Linked DNA regions of Hordeum vulgare: region 2 is linked to region 1. A link is a contact called in public Hi-C data. All regions are on one chromosome and are shown on one strand. The core of a region is the stretch at or near the end of the contact, and the rest is flanking DNA. Distances in the headings are between cores, read along the strand shown.

Region 1 (7,432 bases), core at 1,944-4,443:
CGCCGAAACGCCGCCCGGGACATCATCGTGTGACGGCGATCTACACCAACACCTTCGTCATCTTCACCAACATCTCCATCACCTTCCCCCATCTTTATTCAGCGGTCCACTCTCCCGCAACCCGCTGTACCCTCTACTTGAACATGGCGCTTTATGCTACATATTATTGTCCAATGATGTGTTGCTATCCTATGATGTCTGAGTAGATTATCGCTGTCCTATCGGTGATTGATGAATTGCTATGATTGATTTAATTTGCTTGTGGTTATGTTGTTGTCCTTTGGTGTCCATCATATGTTCGCGCACGTGGATCACACCATAGGGTTAGTTGTATGTTGATAGGACTATGTATTGCAGGCTAGAGTGACAGAAGCTTCAAACCTAGCATAGAAATTGATGCATATGGGATTGAAGGGGGACCAATATATCTTACTGCTATGGTTGGGTTTTACCTTAATGAACGTTAGTAGTTGCGGACGCTTGCTAATAGTTCCAAACGTAAGTGCATAGAATTCCAAGTAAGGGATGACATGCTAGCAGAGGCCTCTCCCACATGATACTTGCTATCGATCTAGTAACGTAGTCAATTGCTTAGGGACAATTCCGCAACTCCTACCACCACTTTTCCACACTCGTTAGACACTCGTAGTTGTTTCTTTATCTAACCAATCCCTAGTTTTACTTACGTGTTCTTTACTTTCTTGCAAGCCTATCCTATCACTCCTACAAAGTACTTCTAGTTTCATACTTGTTCTAGGTAAAGCGAACGTAAAGTGTGCGTAGAGTTGTATCGGTGGTCGATAGAACTTGAGGGAATATTTGTCCTACCTTTAGCTCCTCGTTGGGATCGACACTCTTACTTATCGAGAAAGGCTACAATTGATCCCCTATACCTATGGGTTATCAACGTCATGTGAGGGGCCATTCAACTCCAACCAACAATCCATGAGGATGAAGTTTTTCTTCTCCATGTTCGCGTATAATGGGCATGCATGGAAAGGCAACTGCCATCGCCGTCCGATCCCTCGCCCCCATCCCGACCCTTCACCCTTCTTAAGAGGTGGTGGGTGGTTGACATCCATAGCATTTCTTGTGAACATTCACATCTTTTCCAGATTTTTAATACATTTTAAATTACTTTTTTTTTGTGAAATTAAAGCATGGGGAACACCCAAGGATAAGAGCACATGATATTTCCCCGGATGCCCTTACCTCTCCATCGCGGAAAAACGCTATTTTATTTATTGTTGTGTTATTTACTTATTACTATACTAGCAAATATGCCCGTGCGTTGCAATGGGAGAAAATATATCTCATATTCACTCCATTTTAATATCTAAAACTGCTCAATCATGAACAACCGCCTCTAGTTGTGCTATGTTGTTCCTTTTATTCCCTTATTATGCAATGTGATCACCACCACAAAACCGGTGGATCCACCTCTCCTTATATTCGATAGATATTTAAAGTGTGCTATGACGCGCTTCATGGGTAGGTTCCCATCTCTGAAATATGGATATAAACAAACTGGGTCTATGAACCAATTGAATGCAGAAAAATTGGCTTTGTTATGGTAGGACATGTCAAGGATGGACATTCTTTAGTGCAGACTACGAGCAGAACAAAATCATATATCAGGTATATTTCTATTTTTGAGTTTATTTTTACTTTTGAACAGAAACAAAATAATACAATTTTGTATCACTATTAAATATGAACTGAAAAGGCATCTACACATTGATATTCTGATTCTTGCAGCACGATTTCTACATCATGTTTTTCAAAAGTTGCTGGCACGCTAGACATACTATTACAAACCCACAGAATCATGGAGATGCAATGTTGATTATTGATGACATAAGTTGGCTCTTAGTATTTTTCTTGTAAGATTTTTTCTTTTTGCAAAATCAGCGGATCCACAAATACAAATATTAAAGAAGATCTCATAGATAACCAAAGGTATATCTCTCTATAGATATGCACAAAAGGAAGAGGAGTGGTTATTCTATGATCTGAAATGACATCACGTACTCATATAGCCTATTGGTATGAAGACCGACTTGTTGTTGCTACTTAATGTTATTAGAGACCTTCTTTGGCTATTTCAAAATACAATGGAACATAATCCATGTTGAAACTGTAGGTTGTGCAACCGAATATATAGAAGAACAAACAGAATCATACCCGTTGTTCTGGCTATCACATGCAAGCAGTAAAAACAATTCATATAACACAAATGTGGTGGGCTCGTGGCCAACCAAGTAAATAAGAACAAACCTTTATTTTTCATGACCACTTGTTCCTGAACACAACAAAGGAAATGTCATATCCTTTACAACCTTAAAGACAAACCTGAAACAAAGCCATACTTCACAAGATCCTAGAGAGCAATGAACATGGCTAGAATTACATTGACCTCTTCTTCTCAACCTTGTACCTGAACTATAAAGCCAAAGACCCCTTCCAAGTCTGCTCCAACACCTCATACTGATCCGTTCCGTATCACCTTAATATGATACCACCCAAAAATGTTTGCTTCCCTGCAAAGAAAAGGATGGTTCTCTAAGGGATTGCAAGGATTTCTTAAGGAATTTTTTTGGCTCAAACAAACACACAAACACCTTGTGTGCACAACATAACCGAGGAGATCCACACACACGTGTGCGTATCTGAAGTTGATGGAAGGCGGTGTAGAGAAGGGACGGCAAGGTCGCCGGCAACTGCAAACAACGACCGACTGGCGGTGGCTCTGGTCGAGCGACGAGCGTGAACCCTCCCAGGCGGCGCATAGCGAGGAGCTCGGGCGCACTCGGAAGAGGAAGAGTTGATGCGGAACAGTGTTGCAGGGTGCTGCGATCTACGGCGTGGGTCGGCGAATCAAGCGTCGCGCAAGTCGTGCGCCACCGCCTGTGGCGGCTAGGTCGCGAGGTGACCGCCGCTTGTGGCGGCTAGGTCGCGAGGTGACCGCCGCTTGTGACGGCTAGGTCGCGAGGTGAGGGAGAGAGGAGAAGCCCGTGCCCGTGTCTGCTAATGTTTTTTGTTTTCAACCCGGGATGAAACATTTTCTCACATTAAAAGAAGGACCGCGGGTTGAGTACCTAAAACCTCAGGTTTTTTTTGCAAAACAGCCACGACGGTGAGAAAAAAAATTAACCGCCTTAATATTAGATAAAAATTACTTTTAATTAAGTTCGTCGCCTCGTCCCTTTTCCCCCACCAGGCCACTCCCTCCGTCTCTCGGCAGACGCAAAAAGGGGTGAAAATCCAAACTTCTCCCGCAAGACTGGCTCGCACCAAATCGCATCGCCCCTCACTGATCCCTTCGCGTCCTGCTTCCAAGCCACAGCCCATAGGCCCCACACCCAGCTCCTCCCGCTCTGATTTCACAGCCGGCGAGCTAGCCATGTCGATTCGCCCGCTGTGGCTGCCGGAGCCGCCGCCCGACGTGGATCGGGCGCCGGAGATCTTCGCGGGTGGCGTCGCCGCGGTGCGCCGAGCAGTCGTCATCGGGAACGGCTGCCCAGGCGCCGAGAACCAGTGCCTCGGCCTCGTCCGCGCCCTCGGCCTCGCCGACCGCCTCACGCTCTACGTAAGCGCGCCGCCGCCCCTCCCGTTCCCTCTCGTCCTGCGATGACCGTGTGACAGGATCGTTTTTTGTGCCCTTGCTAATCATGTCATCAGCTTAGCGTCGCATCGCGTTTTGCGATTTAATGATCTACTTAGTAAATTTTACTAGAATAAACCCCGTGGCTTGCAACCACTTTACTTGCAATGGAGAAGATTGGGCAGATGTGTATAATTCAGTACTAGAATTATGTTTTGTTTGAAGTACATGTACCAAGAGCCTATTCGGCTATTCCTAAAGGTGAATTCTCTAGAAAAGGATCTCAAGTAGTGGGTTCTAGAATTATGCGGGCGATCCTATTAAGGAATTCCCTAAAGGTGAATTCTCTAGAAGAAGCTCTAATATTGTATTTGGCTTCTTGGATGCTTATCAGAAGCCACAAAGAATTTCAAATGACGTGGCGTTTTGTTAGCTCTTCTTTTGCACTCAGCTTTGATAAGAGGGGGGTTTGATCATCTTATTTATTTTCTTGCAAAATTATAGTACTATGTTTGAGCAACTCTAGCAGAGTCACCATATTTGCAGCCGAGTCACGCACAAAATCAGATACACCATATTGCGGCCTCCGTATTTTTTTATCGCATCACCTCAATACTCAGTACACCCAATTTGAGGGATTGAACACTTAAATTGACTAAACATTCCATTACAAAGTTCTTACACAAGGGGAGAGAAGTCGAGTAGCGTCATTTTCTTATCATAGGTGTTCAAAAAATTGTTGCTTTTACATACATGTAGCGACTATAGCTTGATATCGAGCCCCATGTCGATGGTGAATGATACTCATGGGGGCACATGCATTGATGCATATGTGACGAGTCTAGGCACGGCGGTGTGATGGTCCGGTGCGGTTCACGCCGGAGCAGTGGAATTGGCAGGGAGAGAAGATGGGCCACACAGGAGGATGAGGAGAGAGGTGAAACTTCCCTCCAGCGTGGGCAGTTGGCGATGGGGCGTGCTCCAAAGCAACGCCCCACAGCCTCCAAATATGGAGAGACTCGCGGGCTCAATTTGAAAGCGGCCTCCATAAACTATGGCGTTCCAGGGCGGGATGGCGACTCTGCTAGAGAGGGCTTTTTGGCCAAAATTGCCAAACAAGCGGTTATTATGGTGATCGGGACGATATGGTGACTCTACTATAGTTGCTCTTATATGGCAACTAGTCATCATTCCTAAACTCAAGCTGCTAGAGAGTAAGAGCGGCATGTGTTGTATATTTTTGGTGCCTCTGTTCAAGGCTTGGTTTTGGAGGTGTAATCATGGTTTAAACATAATATAGCCTTGTCCTCCGTAAGTAATGCAAGAATCTTGCTTCTAGCTTTTAGAGGGGTTTGTTAATTGTTACCACAGCCTCTTCTATTTTATCGTGTCAGTGTTGTAGTCTATTGCTGCAAATCAGGGGTGTAAACATTATTGCCAATTGTCAAGTTGATTCTGAAACGCCTAATCAACTTAATTCTCAGATGGCGATTTTTGGATTTGGTACCGGTTGGTTCTTGGCCTGGCGCTCTGTGTGATTTATGGGGTTTCAGTAGCATGTAGTGCCTTAGTGCTCTCTGTGTCATGTGACATCCATGATTGAATTTTTGGTTGTGTACTGATTGGAATCTGGGAATGGCTCTACCCTGAAATACTCTAGATAGATTGTCATTTATTTCTGGATTGCTGTTACTCATTGGCCTGTGTGAGCTCGGTTAACAACATAAATAAGAAAACCATGGCAGTGACAAGCTAATAAAATGTTTGTCATTTTTGTCTAGTCTGTAGTTACTCAAATGCCTGTGTAGTAGCTCGGTTAACAACATAAGAAGGAACTTAATATAATGCAAATTCTTATTGATATTCACTATCTTTATCTTTCTCAGTATTTTTCTTAGGTCCCATTATCTAGAATTTCATATAATTATGTCAGTGACCCCTTCCATATGCTTTTTGTTTTGCCTTTCTTATGGACCTTGAGTTACTCTCATTATTTTATTTATTTATGAAATATGTTGGGTCATGCAGCGTATTATCAGGCCAACCGGTGGAATCAACAAGTGGCTGCACTTTCTCCCTATCTCCTTGCATAAAATGGTGGACCAAGTACTCAGACATATACTGTCTAACACGACGTTCACAACACTGTTTCAAGGAAAACTGGCACCTTATCATGTCAGTAATGTTCAATCTTTTGGATTGTCTTCTGTACTGGAAGCAGATTCCAAAAGGATAGTGACAATGGTCCGTGATACCTTCGAGAAGTAAGGTTCACATTTCTTATGTTGTTGCTTTGCTGTTTGTGCACTACTGCGCTGTTTTATATTGATCATGGTTCTATGCCGCTTCCGAATATTTTACTCCAATACCTTGTCTGCTTGTCACAATGCATGAATCAGTAAATCTCCATACTCATCCTTCCATTCCCAAGCAAATGCTTAGTTCTTCCAATGACGTTTTTCCCCACAGCATGTTCGTTGATTACTTTATTACCTGGTCTACTTACAAATTTATGACTTCGTTATAAGTTATAATCACCACACTGGCTGCTTATGACTGAGCTTGTGTTGGTATATCAGGAAGATATAGTAGAATCATATAATTCGTTTTCATTTCTCTTCTTGGCCATGGAACCTGTAATAATATGTCATATCAGTATTACTATCACGACATACCACTATGTCAAACATGTCATATCCTTGAATACTTGAACCATACTTCCAGGAAGAACATTTAAAAGAGAAGGTGTTCTTTCATGAATTTGAAATAGGCAACCTATTATTAAAACATACTCCTGATTGGTCAGTTTCATATGAAGAATGTAAGCTAGCCTATACATTCTTTAGCACGTATGTTTGTGCCATAAATATTTAAATGTTCCTAGCATCTATTCTTTCTGCTCTATTTCCTCAAAGTTTGATTCGCTTTCAGGGAAGGCCTGGCGATCGTTGTTGCTTGTGGCCGTGATACCATACAATATGCCAGCTCCGTAAGGTGTTCAGCTCCAGATAATGTCTTTGTCATTCAGGTAGAATACTGAAACCAATATCAGTGGCTTATTGTTACTCAGCTAGGGATATGAACCATTGTGCTGCTTGCCATCCAAATTTGAGCTAAGTTTAATTTTACTGTATTTTCTATGTCAGATACAACACCCCAGGTATCGCCTTGATAGGTTTGATTTGGTGGTGACTCCTCGTCATGATTACTACGCTTTAACTGCAAAGGGACAACAAGAAGTACCGTGGCTTTTCCGGAGATGGATTACTCCACGAGAACCACCCGGTCCGAACGTGGTACGCTGCTTTTTCTTTTCTTTTTGTTGCAAATCTTCATATGTTTTCATCCAGCTGTTCTAGTTCATAACTTTGAACTTTGGAAAGCCAGGTCCTGACAGCTGGAGCACTTCACCAAGCAGATTCTGCTGCACTACGCATTGCTGCTACAAACTGGCATGATGCACTTGCTCCCTTGCCAAAGCCATTGGTAGTAGTAAGCATTGGAGGACCAACAAGTAAACTCCTCCTTCCCTTCCTGTCTACATGCTAGAGAAAACCCGTCGTATCTCTGTTTCATGGCACGCCATCGAACAAGCCACTGCTTTGCCAAAGCGATGTCCTCCATACCATTTAGTGCAGTACACAAATGTGAAGCTCATGTAGCTGGATTTCCTGTTGCAGGCTGCGGCCTCATGCCCCCTATCTCACCCTAGTAGCAATGTCTGTGTAACCCTCATCATTTCTGCACGCCAGTTGGAGTGGTTCATCATATGGTTGGCTGCCCCGCCAGGCACAGACACACTACACATAGTTACAAAACAGACAACTT
Region 2 (7,432 bases), core at 2,826-5,325, 270 kb after region 1:
ATCCCATCGAACCCCATACTCTGCGTGCAAGAGATGAAGCTGGAATCCTGGACGCCCAACATCGTTCGTGAACTCGGAGGAAGCAAGCTGGACTGGTGTGCGGTCCCGCCGACCGTGGGCACTATAGGGGGTGCAGCGATTCTCTCGGACAAGGGCGTCGTGCAGCTGACCACAAAGATGAGTGTTCTCCATAGCTGCTCCTCATTCTGGGTGATGACTGTTTATGAATCGGTCGATGACGTGCGGAAGGATGCCTTCTTGGCACAGTTGATCCATGTCGTCCCGCTCCAGGGCGAGCCGTGGATGATTGCCGGTGATTTCCACATCATCTATGAAGAGAGGGACAAGAGTAATCTCAACCTCAATTGCCGCATCATGGGCATGTTCAGAAGGGTGATTGACACAACGGGCCTGAAGGAGATCAAGTGCAAAAATAGGCGCTTCACCTGGTCCAATGAGCAGGAGGATCCAACACCCGTGAGCATCAACAAGATTTTCTGCAACCTAGAATGGGACGACCTCTTCCCTTCCCTCATGTTGATGGCTGCCTTGACGGTCCGCTCCGATCACTGCCTGATTCTGCTAGCTGACACCGCCACGCCGCCGCAGAGGGCCCTGTTCAAATTTGAATCCTTCTGGCCCTGGTTCTCGCATTTCAAGGAGACAGTGGTGCGGGCATGGCAGCAGCCGGCGGCGCCTAGTTGCCCTATTGCAAGGCTGAAGCTCAAAATGAAGCTAATTGCTTTTGATCTAAATATTTGGGCTCAGCACGTGTTCAGCTACGCAAGAGTCTAGCTCCACCTGGCTGCAAAGGTTGTGCTACGGCTCGACATCACCGAGGAGTAGCGTTAGCTAACGCCAGCGGAATTCAGCCTCCGCAAGCAACTCAAGCACATGATTGTGGGGTTGGCTGTGATCGAGCGCGTGCGCAAACGTGAGGCCCCCAGGGTCTCCTGGCTTCGCGCCGGTGACGCCAAGATGGATTTCTTCCAAGCAAATATCAATTCTTGAAGGCGAAGAAACTTCATCTATTCGCTGCAATCGGATGCCGGTTCGACAACGTTGCATGATGATAAAGCTGTCAATGTGCACTCCCACTTTGTACATCTCTTGGGCACAAGACAACCCCGTGACTGCTCCATCAATTGTAACTCCACCCAGCTGCCATCGATTCAAAATGTTGGCCTCGACAACCCATTCACTGAACCGGAAATCTGGTCAGCGATCCTGGCCTCCCCCACGGACAAGGCCGGATGGTTTCTGTGGTGTTTTCTTTAGATCTTGCTGGTGCATCATTAAGCAAGATGTCATGGCGGTCTTCGAACATTTCTACAACTTAGCTGGAGGCAATTTCTCTGACCTCAACTCCAGCATGATCGCCCCTATTGCCGAAGAAGGACGAGGCCACGTGCATGGCGGATTTTAGGCCGATCAGCCTCATACATTCCATTACAAAACTGATCGCCAAGGTTCTATCCATGAGACTTGCCTCGGTCATCAACACGCTCATCTCCTGAGCGCAAACTGCATTTCAGCGATCAAAGTGCATCCATGAGAGCTTCCTCTACGTGCAAAATGTCGTCACGGCCCTGCATCATCGCAAGACACCTGCACTCCTCCTGAAGCTGGATATTGCTAGGGCATTTGATAGCATCTCCTGGGAATATATCTTTGAGCTGCTTCAAAAAAGGGCTTCCCGCCGTGTTGGCGGGATTGGATTGCACTCCTGCTCTCGACATCCTCGCCGTCTTGCAACCTGAATGGCACATCGGGCGCCAAAATTGATCATTGGTGGGGGGCTGCAGCAAGGATACCTCCTCTCCTCACTACTGTTCATCCTGTGCATCGACCCCGTGCATCGGCTGTTGGAGGCGGTGACCAGATCTGGGCAGTTCTCCCCGTTGCCCGGGATGGCCGTGCACATGCGCACAAGTTTGTATGCAGACGACGTAGTGATCTTCATCAACCCCGCAAGGCCTAAGATCATCACGCTCCTTAACATTCTTACACCACTTCGGCGACGCCATGGGCCTCCATGTCAACCTCGCCAAATCATCGGCGGTTCCAATATGCTGTGATGACATCAACCTTGTCACAACCCTGCATAATTTTGGAGGAATAGTAGCACATTGCCTATCTCATATCTAGGTCTCCTCATTACCATTGTTAGGGTTAGATTAGTTCATCTTCAGTTCATCCTCGATAGGATCCATGCGCGACTAGCTGGTTGGAAGGGAAGATTGATGCATAACGCTGGTCATGGGATTTTAGTCTGATGCGTCCTCTCCGCCATGCCGACGTTCGCGCTAACGGTGCTTAGGGCACCAAAGAAGTTTGTTAAAGACACCGACAAAGCCAGGCGGCCTTTTTTATGGGCGCATGACAAAGAGGGGACGGGAGGCAAATGCAAGGTAGCATGGAGCACGGTCACCACGCAGGAGTCCCACTGTGGACTTGGCATCCATGACCTGGACAAGTTCGCGTGCGTCCTCCGGCTACGCTTGCTCTGGCTCTCCTGGACGCATCCAGAATGGCCATGGGTTGGAACAAGCACGCCATGCAACACGGTTAATCAAGCCCTCTTCGCCTCCAACACGACGGTCACCATCGGCGATGGGGCAACGACCTCCTTCTGGACAAGCTCGTGGCGGGGCGGTAGGCAGCTGCGCGTGGCTTACCCTATGGTCTTCGCACGCTCCATGAGGAAGAATAGAACCGTCTGCGACGTGCTGCATGAGGGGTGATGGATACTTGATCTTCCCCATGGTGACCCAGACAACGTCATGCATAGCGTGCTCCAGCTGGCCAGGGAGATCAGGAACGCGGACATAACCATCAAGGAGGGACGGAACGACATGATACGTTAGACTGCTAGTAGCTCTGGGTTGTACTCAGCGTGGTCCGCCTACGCCACTCAGTTCAGGCTAGTCCGCCAACTAGCTTCCCCAAGACCATCTGGCGGATCTAGGCACTCGGCAAGCTCCAGATGTTTCTTTTGCTGCTCCACCTCGATCGGTTGTGGTGCAACGACTGGCTGCAGTGGAGCGGTTGGGAGAATTGCTATTTCTGCCAGCTTTGCCTTCGAAATCTTGAGTCCTCTATGCACCTGTTCTAGGAGTGTCCGCTTGCCATCCATGCATGGAACACGACGACAACACGGCGTGGATGCCACTCCGTGGCACAGGCGGTTTGGAGCTCCAGAATCACGACGACGAAGCGTGTCCAGATGATCATCAACGCGGCCACTCCCAGCTCAGGAAGGGAACGAGGTCGATGATTGCGCTAGTAGCCTGGCACATCTGGCTGGAGCGTAATGAGTGCACTTTCAGGAGGAAGATGCCATGCGTTAGAGCCATCATCGAAGCATATCGTCGGGACATGAAGCAATGAAGGATTGCAGGAGCAGCCTGCATTGAGCACCCCTTCGGAGATATACCGTGGGAGATGAGTAGATGTCCGCCAGCATAGGAAACTTGGACTGGCTTTCTTTTTTTGTACTCTTCTTTCTCTTAGCACCGTCGATCACTTGATCAACACATGTTTTTCCGCCCTCTCTCTGCTAATGAATGAAACGCGAGCATAGCTGGATCTTTCAAAATAATAATAACTATAAGCGACTGCATGAGAAAGCTAGGGGATTCATTGATTCAAGTATAAATATCCTAATAAATCAAAAAATATTTAGCTATATTTTATGTACTGCTATATTGGCTTCTCTAAGGTAGAACTCATAGAAAACGCCGTCAAAAGCACGTGCATCTAGTCACAGATTTTTTTTCCTAATTTATGAGTCGAGATCACCTGCTCATTATCAAACAAAAGAATAACTTTGAGAAGAAATTCCACAAAAAGGATTTGAGAAGAAGAAAAGGTAAGAAATCGTGGCCGAATTGGGCCTCGGTCCTATCTATCTACCCAAATACAAAGCCACAAACGGGATTCGTGGCAACACAAAACCAAGGGCGTAGCGACTACCGTCCATTGCTTACAGACGCTGCTCTTCGGTCCCATATGTCATCCTCGGATGGCCACCCTCCTTTCTCCGCTTATAAAATGTTGGCACGCTCTCGCCCCTCGTCTCCCTTCTTCCTCTCCATCGTCGTCTTCTTCCCAGCCTCACCTACTGCTACTCTTTCTCTCTCCACCCAAAACTGAATCCCCCGAAGCACCCGCGACAGAATCACGCGACGACGCGAATCTCCGTCCCATAAACCCTAGCACGGTCCACCCTCCTCAGCCCGGAGCCGTCCCCGTCGCCCCGCCCACCGGATTCCCCGACGAGGTAACCCGCCCGACCCCCCAACGGAACCCTAGGAAATTTGTCTTGTTTCGTCGGGATTGATCGAATTGGCGGGCTATTCAGGGTTTTGGGAGGGTGGTGCGCCGCCCTTGCCGTCCGGGGATAGCCTGCGCGTCACGATCTCGGGGGAGCTAGGGTTTTGTGATCTGAGGCCTCGAGGTCAGCGGCGTCGCCCTGGTTCTGATGAGAATTGGCAGTCTAATGCTCAGATTGGCCGCCGGCGACGACGAGAGGAGCAGCTTCGTTGGCAGCGGCGGCGGAGGCCTCAGGTTCACCGCTCCCAAGGTCCGCACACGGGACAAGGGCGCCCCTATATCCCTCTAATTCCAGAGGGTTGCTGGTGTTGAGACGCGGAGCCTTCGCTGACGAAACTGGGGAATGACGAGGATCTTCGTGCAGCGTGGGCCCGGTGGCTCCTCGTCCAACTCGGCTCGCTCGGGCTCACAGCCACTGCAGCAGCAACAGCAGCAGCAGAACCAGCCAGCAGCTGCTACCCGGGAGGAGGAGCTTACGGTGCAGCCACAGCCACTGGAGCTCTTGGCTTCAGGTGATACAACTGAGCATCTACTTGAGGGTGGCGAAAGTAGTAACAATGATCCTTCAAGGCTGGTTGAAACTGTGTCCGAGAGTTCAAGTCATGTGGAAGAGAGATCTGAGAGGGAGAAACCTCCCAAGGATGACTCCAATGCGACCGATCCCCCTTTCTTGGTGGAGCTGTCAGGACTCCAGCTTTCCAATCAGTTTGAGCAGGGGAATTCTATGCAGTCAGGCACAGTGCCATCACAGATAACCGGCGCAGCATCACACCCACCGCCTCCCCCAGCTCCACCACCAAAACCATCATCATCTGGTAATAATGGGTTGAGGAGAATGGGATCTGGAAGCTCAAATGGTGTGCGGATCGGATCTTCAAGAAGGCCAGCTGCTTGGCCACCGGTGGCAGCTTGGACATCTGCTTCAGGTTCTCGCCCTTCTTCCCCTAGGTCACTTGCTGATTGTGAAGGGTACAATAGTGCAGATGAGCAAGGTGCCTGTTACACCTCTAGCTATGATGATTCGGTATGTTCTCTTGTCTGGTTCTATTATACTTGTGGGCTTTAATTTTGGATCTTACGTATATAGTTAGTATAGTTAGTTTATGTACTACATCAACATTGATATATGATACGATATGAAGGTAATGCCGTAGATATTTTGGATCCCTTGCAACTGAATGGTGCACTTTTGGGGAGCTGGGTTTAGTGAGGGGTATGAATAATACACGTTTCCTGTAATTGCTTATTATGATTAGCAAGTAGATATGCTTATATAATCCTGGTCTATGAAATCTCAGTGTCTCTTGCTTATATTTGTTAGTGGCTGCTTTCCTATGCACGCTGAGTGGTGCACTTTGATGGAGCTGTTTTTAGTTAGGAGTATGAATAGTAGATGATTGCTTTAATTGCTTATTATGATTAGTAAGTAGATATGCATATATAATCCTGGTCTATAAAATCTCAATGTCTCTTTCTTATATTTGTTAGTGGCTGTTTTGCTACGTACACTGAATGGTGCACTTGTGAGGAGCTATTTTTAGTTAAGAGTAAAATAATAGATGTTTGCTTTGATTGCTTATTCTGATAAGTAAGTTGATATGCCTTTCTAATCCTGGTCCATAAAATGCCATTGTCTTTTGCTTATATTTATTAGTGTGATTTCTACGTACATGGTGAGTAAGTATAATTTTGTACTGGTCCTGATGTATTTTATTTCCCTCAGGAAAGGGAGCATATGTTCGAACATGAACTAAGGAGAGTGAAAGGGTTTGAAATAAGAAAGATGGCTGCAGATGGGAATTGCCTATTCAGAGCAGTTGCTGATCAAGTTTATGGTGATCCAGAAACGTATGACATGGCTAGGCAGATGTGTGTTGACTATATGGTAGGTTGCATCTTTTCATCTGAGTAGTAATTTTCCAGAGTTAAAATTTGTGTTTCCGAGACAATCATTTATTGACAATGAGTAGCGTAATAGCACTTATGCCTACACTTTTAATTCATTAATTCAATTCACAAGCTCTGGCTATTCATTATTTTAGCATATTATTTCCTTGTCTCCTCGTTCAACCCACTTTGCTTGGTTTACAATAATCTAGACGCATTTTTTTCTTGAACATGCACTAATATGTGTGTTGTCTGTATAAGGAGAACACCAATAAGGCGCGAAAGTTACGAGGGTAAACTGGCAAAATCTTGAAGAACAAAAAGTTCTAAGTTTACCAAAAACTTGGATGCTACCTAGATATAAATGAATATTTGCTGGATAGTATATAGTTTAACTTCACCTAGTTCCAGTCTTCTAGTTGATGACTGGTATTAGGTTGCTGCCTGGCTGATTGGTGACAGTGAGCCTTCTGTTAAGAAAGATAGCTTTAGAGGTAGCACCGAGTAACTCACATATTGCTGATTTGACAATTTTCTTTTCTGCTGGCAGGAATGTATCTGATTATATTATTTTAAGTTTTCCACAATTTTTTTCATCATTTACCCACTCTTCTTTTTTTAGCAATGTGCCCTGTGGTTTACAGCAGAATTTTTTAGTTATGCTACTGCTCATGTGGCCACCACTTCCACAGTTAGCTTTCCTAGTAGAGTAATTTTTTGCTGTCTATAGTCTATACTCTACAGTATGGAATTTGGGTACTCAGTGTAAGCAGTTGAAAGTGTGCGCAAACTACATGGCTTCTTTGTGCTTGGGACGCAGCATACGACATGGAATGAAACTGTTATTAGTTCAATCTAGTTTAGCTTACTTGTCATTTTGTTAGCTTCATGCATGTAAAACAAGAGGAGTAACTACTTTTTTAACTCTTGAGTTATTGGCATAGTTAATCCCATGGATCTTATACCCATTTATGTAGGTGATTAATAAAGGGCATTTAAAAATCTTCACCCAGAAGCCCAAAATTACATCTATTTGCAAACTGATGCAACTTCCATATGTGTTACCTATTTTGGACCGGCGTAGTTAATACTCAATAGCGAGGCAATTGAAGTGCTCATTGTGTTTTTCTTTTTTCACTCCAGGAAAGGGAGCGGGATCATTTTTCTCAGTTCATGACGGAAGGCTTTACACCATACTGTAAAAGGAAAA

Evidence for each region. A called contact is a pair of places that touch in the nucleus more often than the background predicts.
Region 2: a Hi-C map of seedling shows a contact between it and region 1, with 8 times the contacts expected there. The contact joins the promoter of LOC123426671 here to the promoter of LOC123426670 in region 1. A contact is called at or near these places in 2 of 6 Hi-C or Micro-C datasets (leaf and seedling) and 1 of 1 datasets of contacts at active chromatin or transcription factors (embryo).

The regions. Positions count from the first base shown.
Region 1 is chr2H:463,899,746-463,907,177 of MorexV3_pseudomolecules_assembly, forward strand. It overlaps LOC123426670 (mitochondrial fission protein ELM1), which reads left to right and starts at 3,194. Exons shown (of 10, transcript XM_045110537.1): 1 at 3,194-3,589; 2 at 5,633-5,868; 3 at 6,536-6,632; 4 at 6,751-6,900; 5 at 6,992-7,118. The coding sequence starts at 3,404.
Region 2 is chr2H:464,168,638-464,176,069 of MorexV3_pseudomolecules_assembly, forward strand. LOC123426671 (OVARIAN TUMOR DOMAIN-containing deubiquitinating enzyme 6) reads left to right here and starts at 4,076. Exons shown (of 9, transcript XM_045110539.1): 1 at 4,076-4,282; 2 at 4,364-5,359; 3 at 6,059-6,220; 4 at 7,366-7,432. The coding sequence starts at 4,679.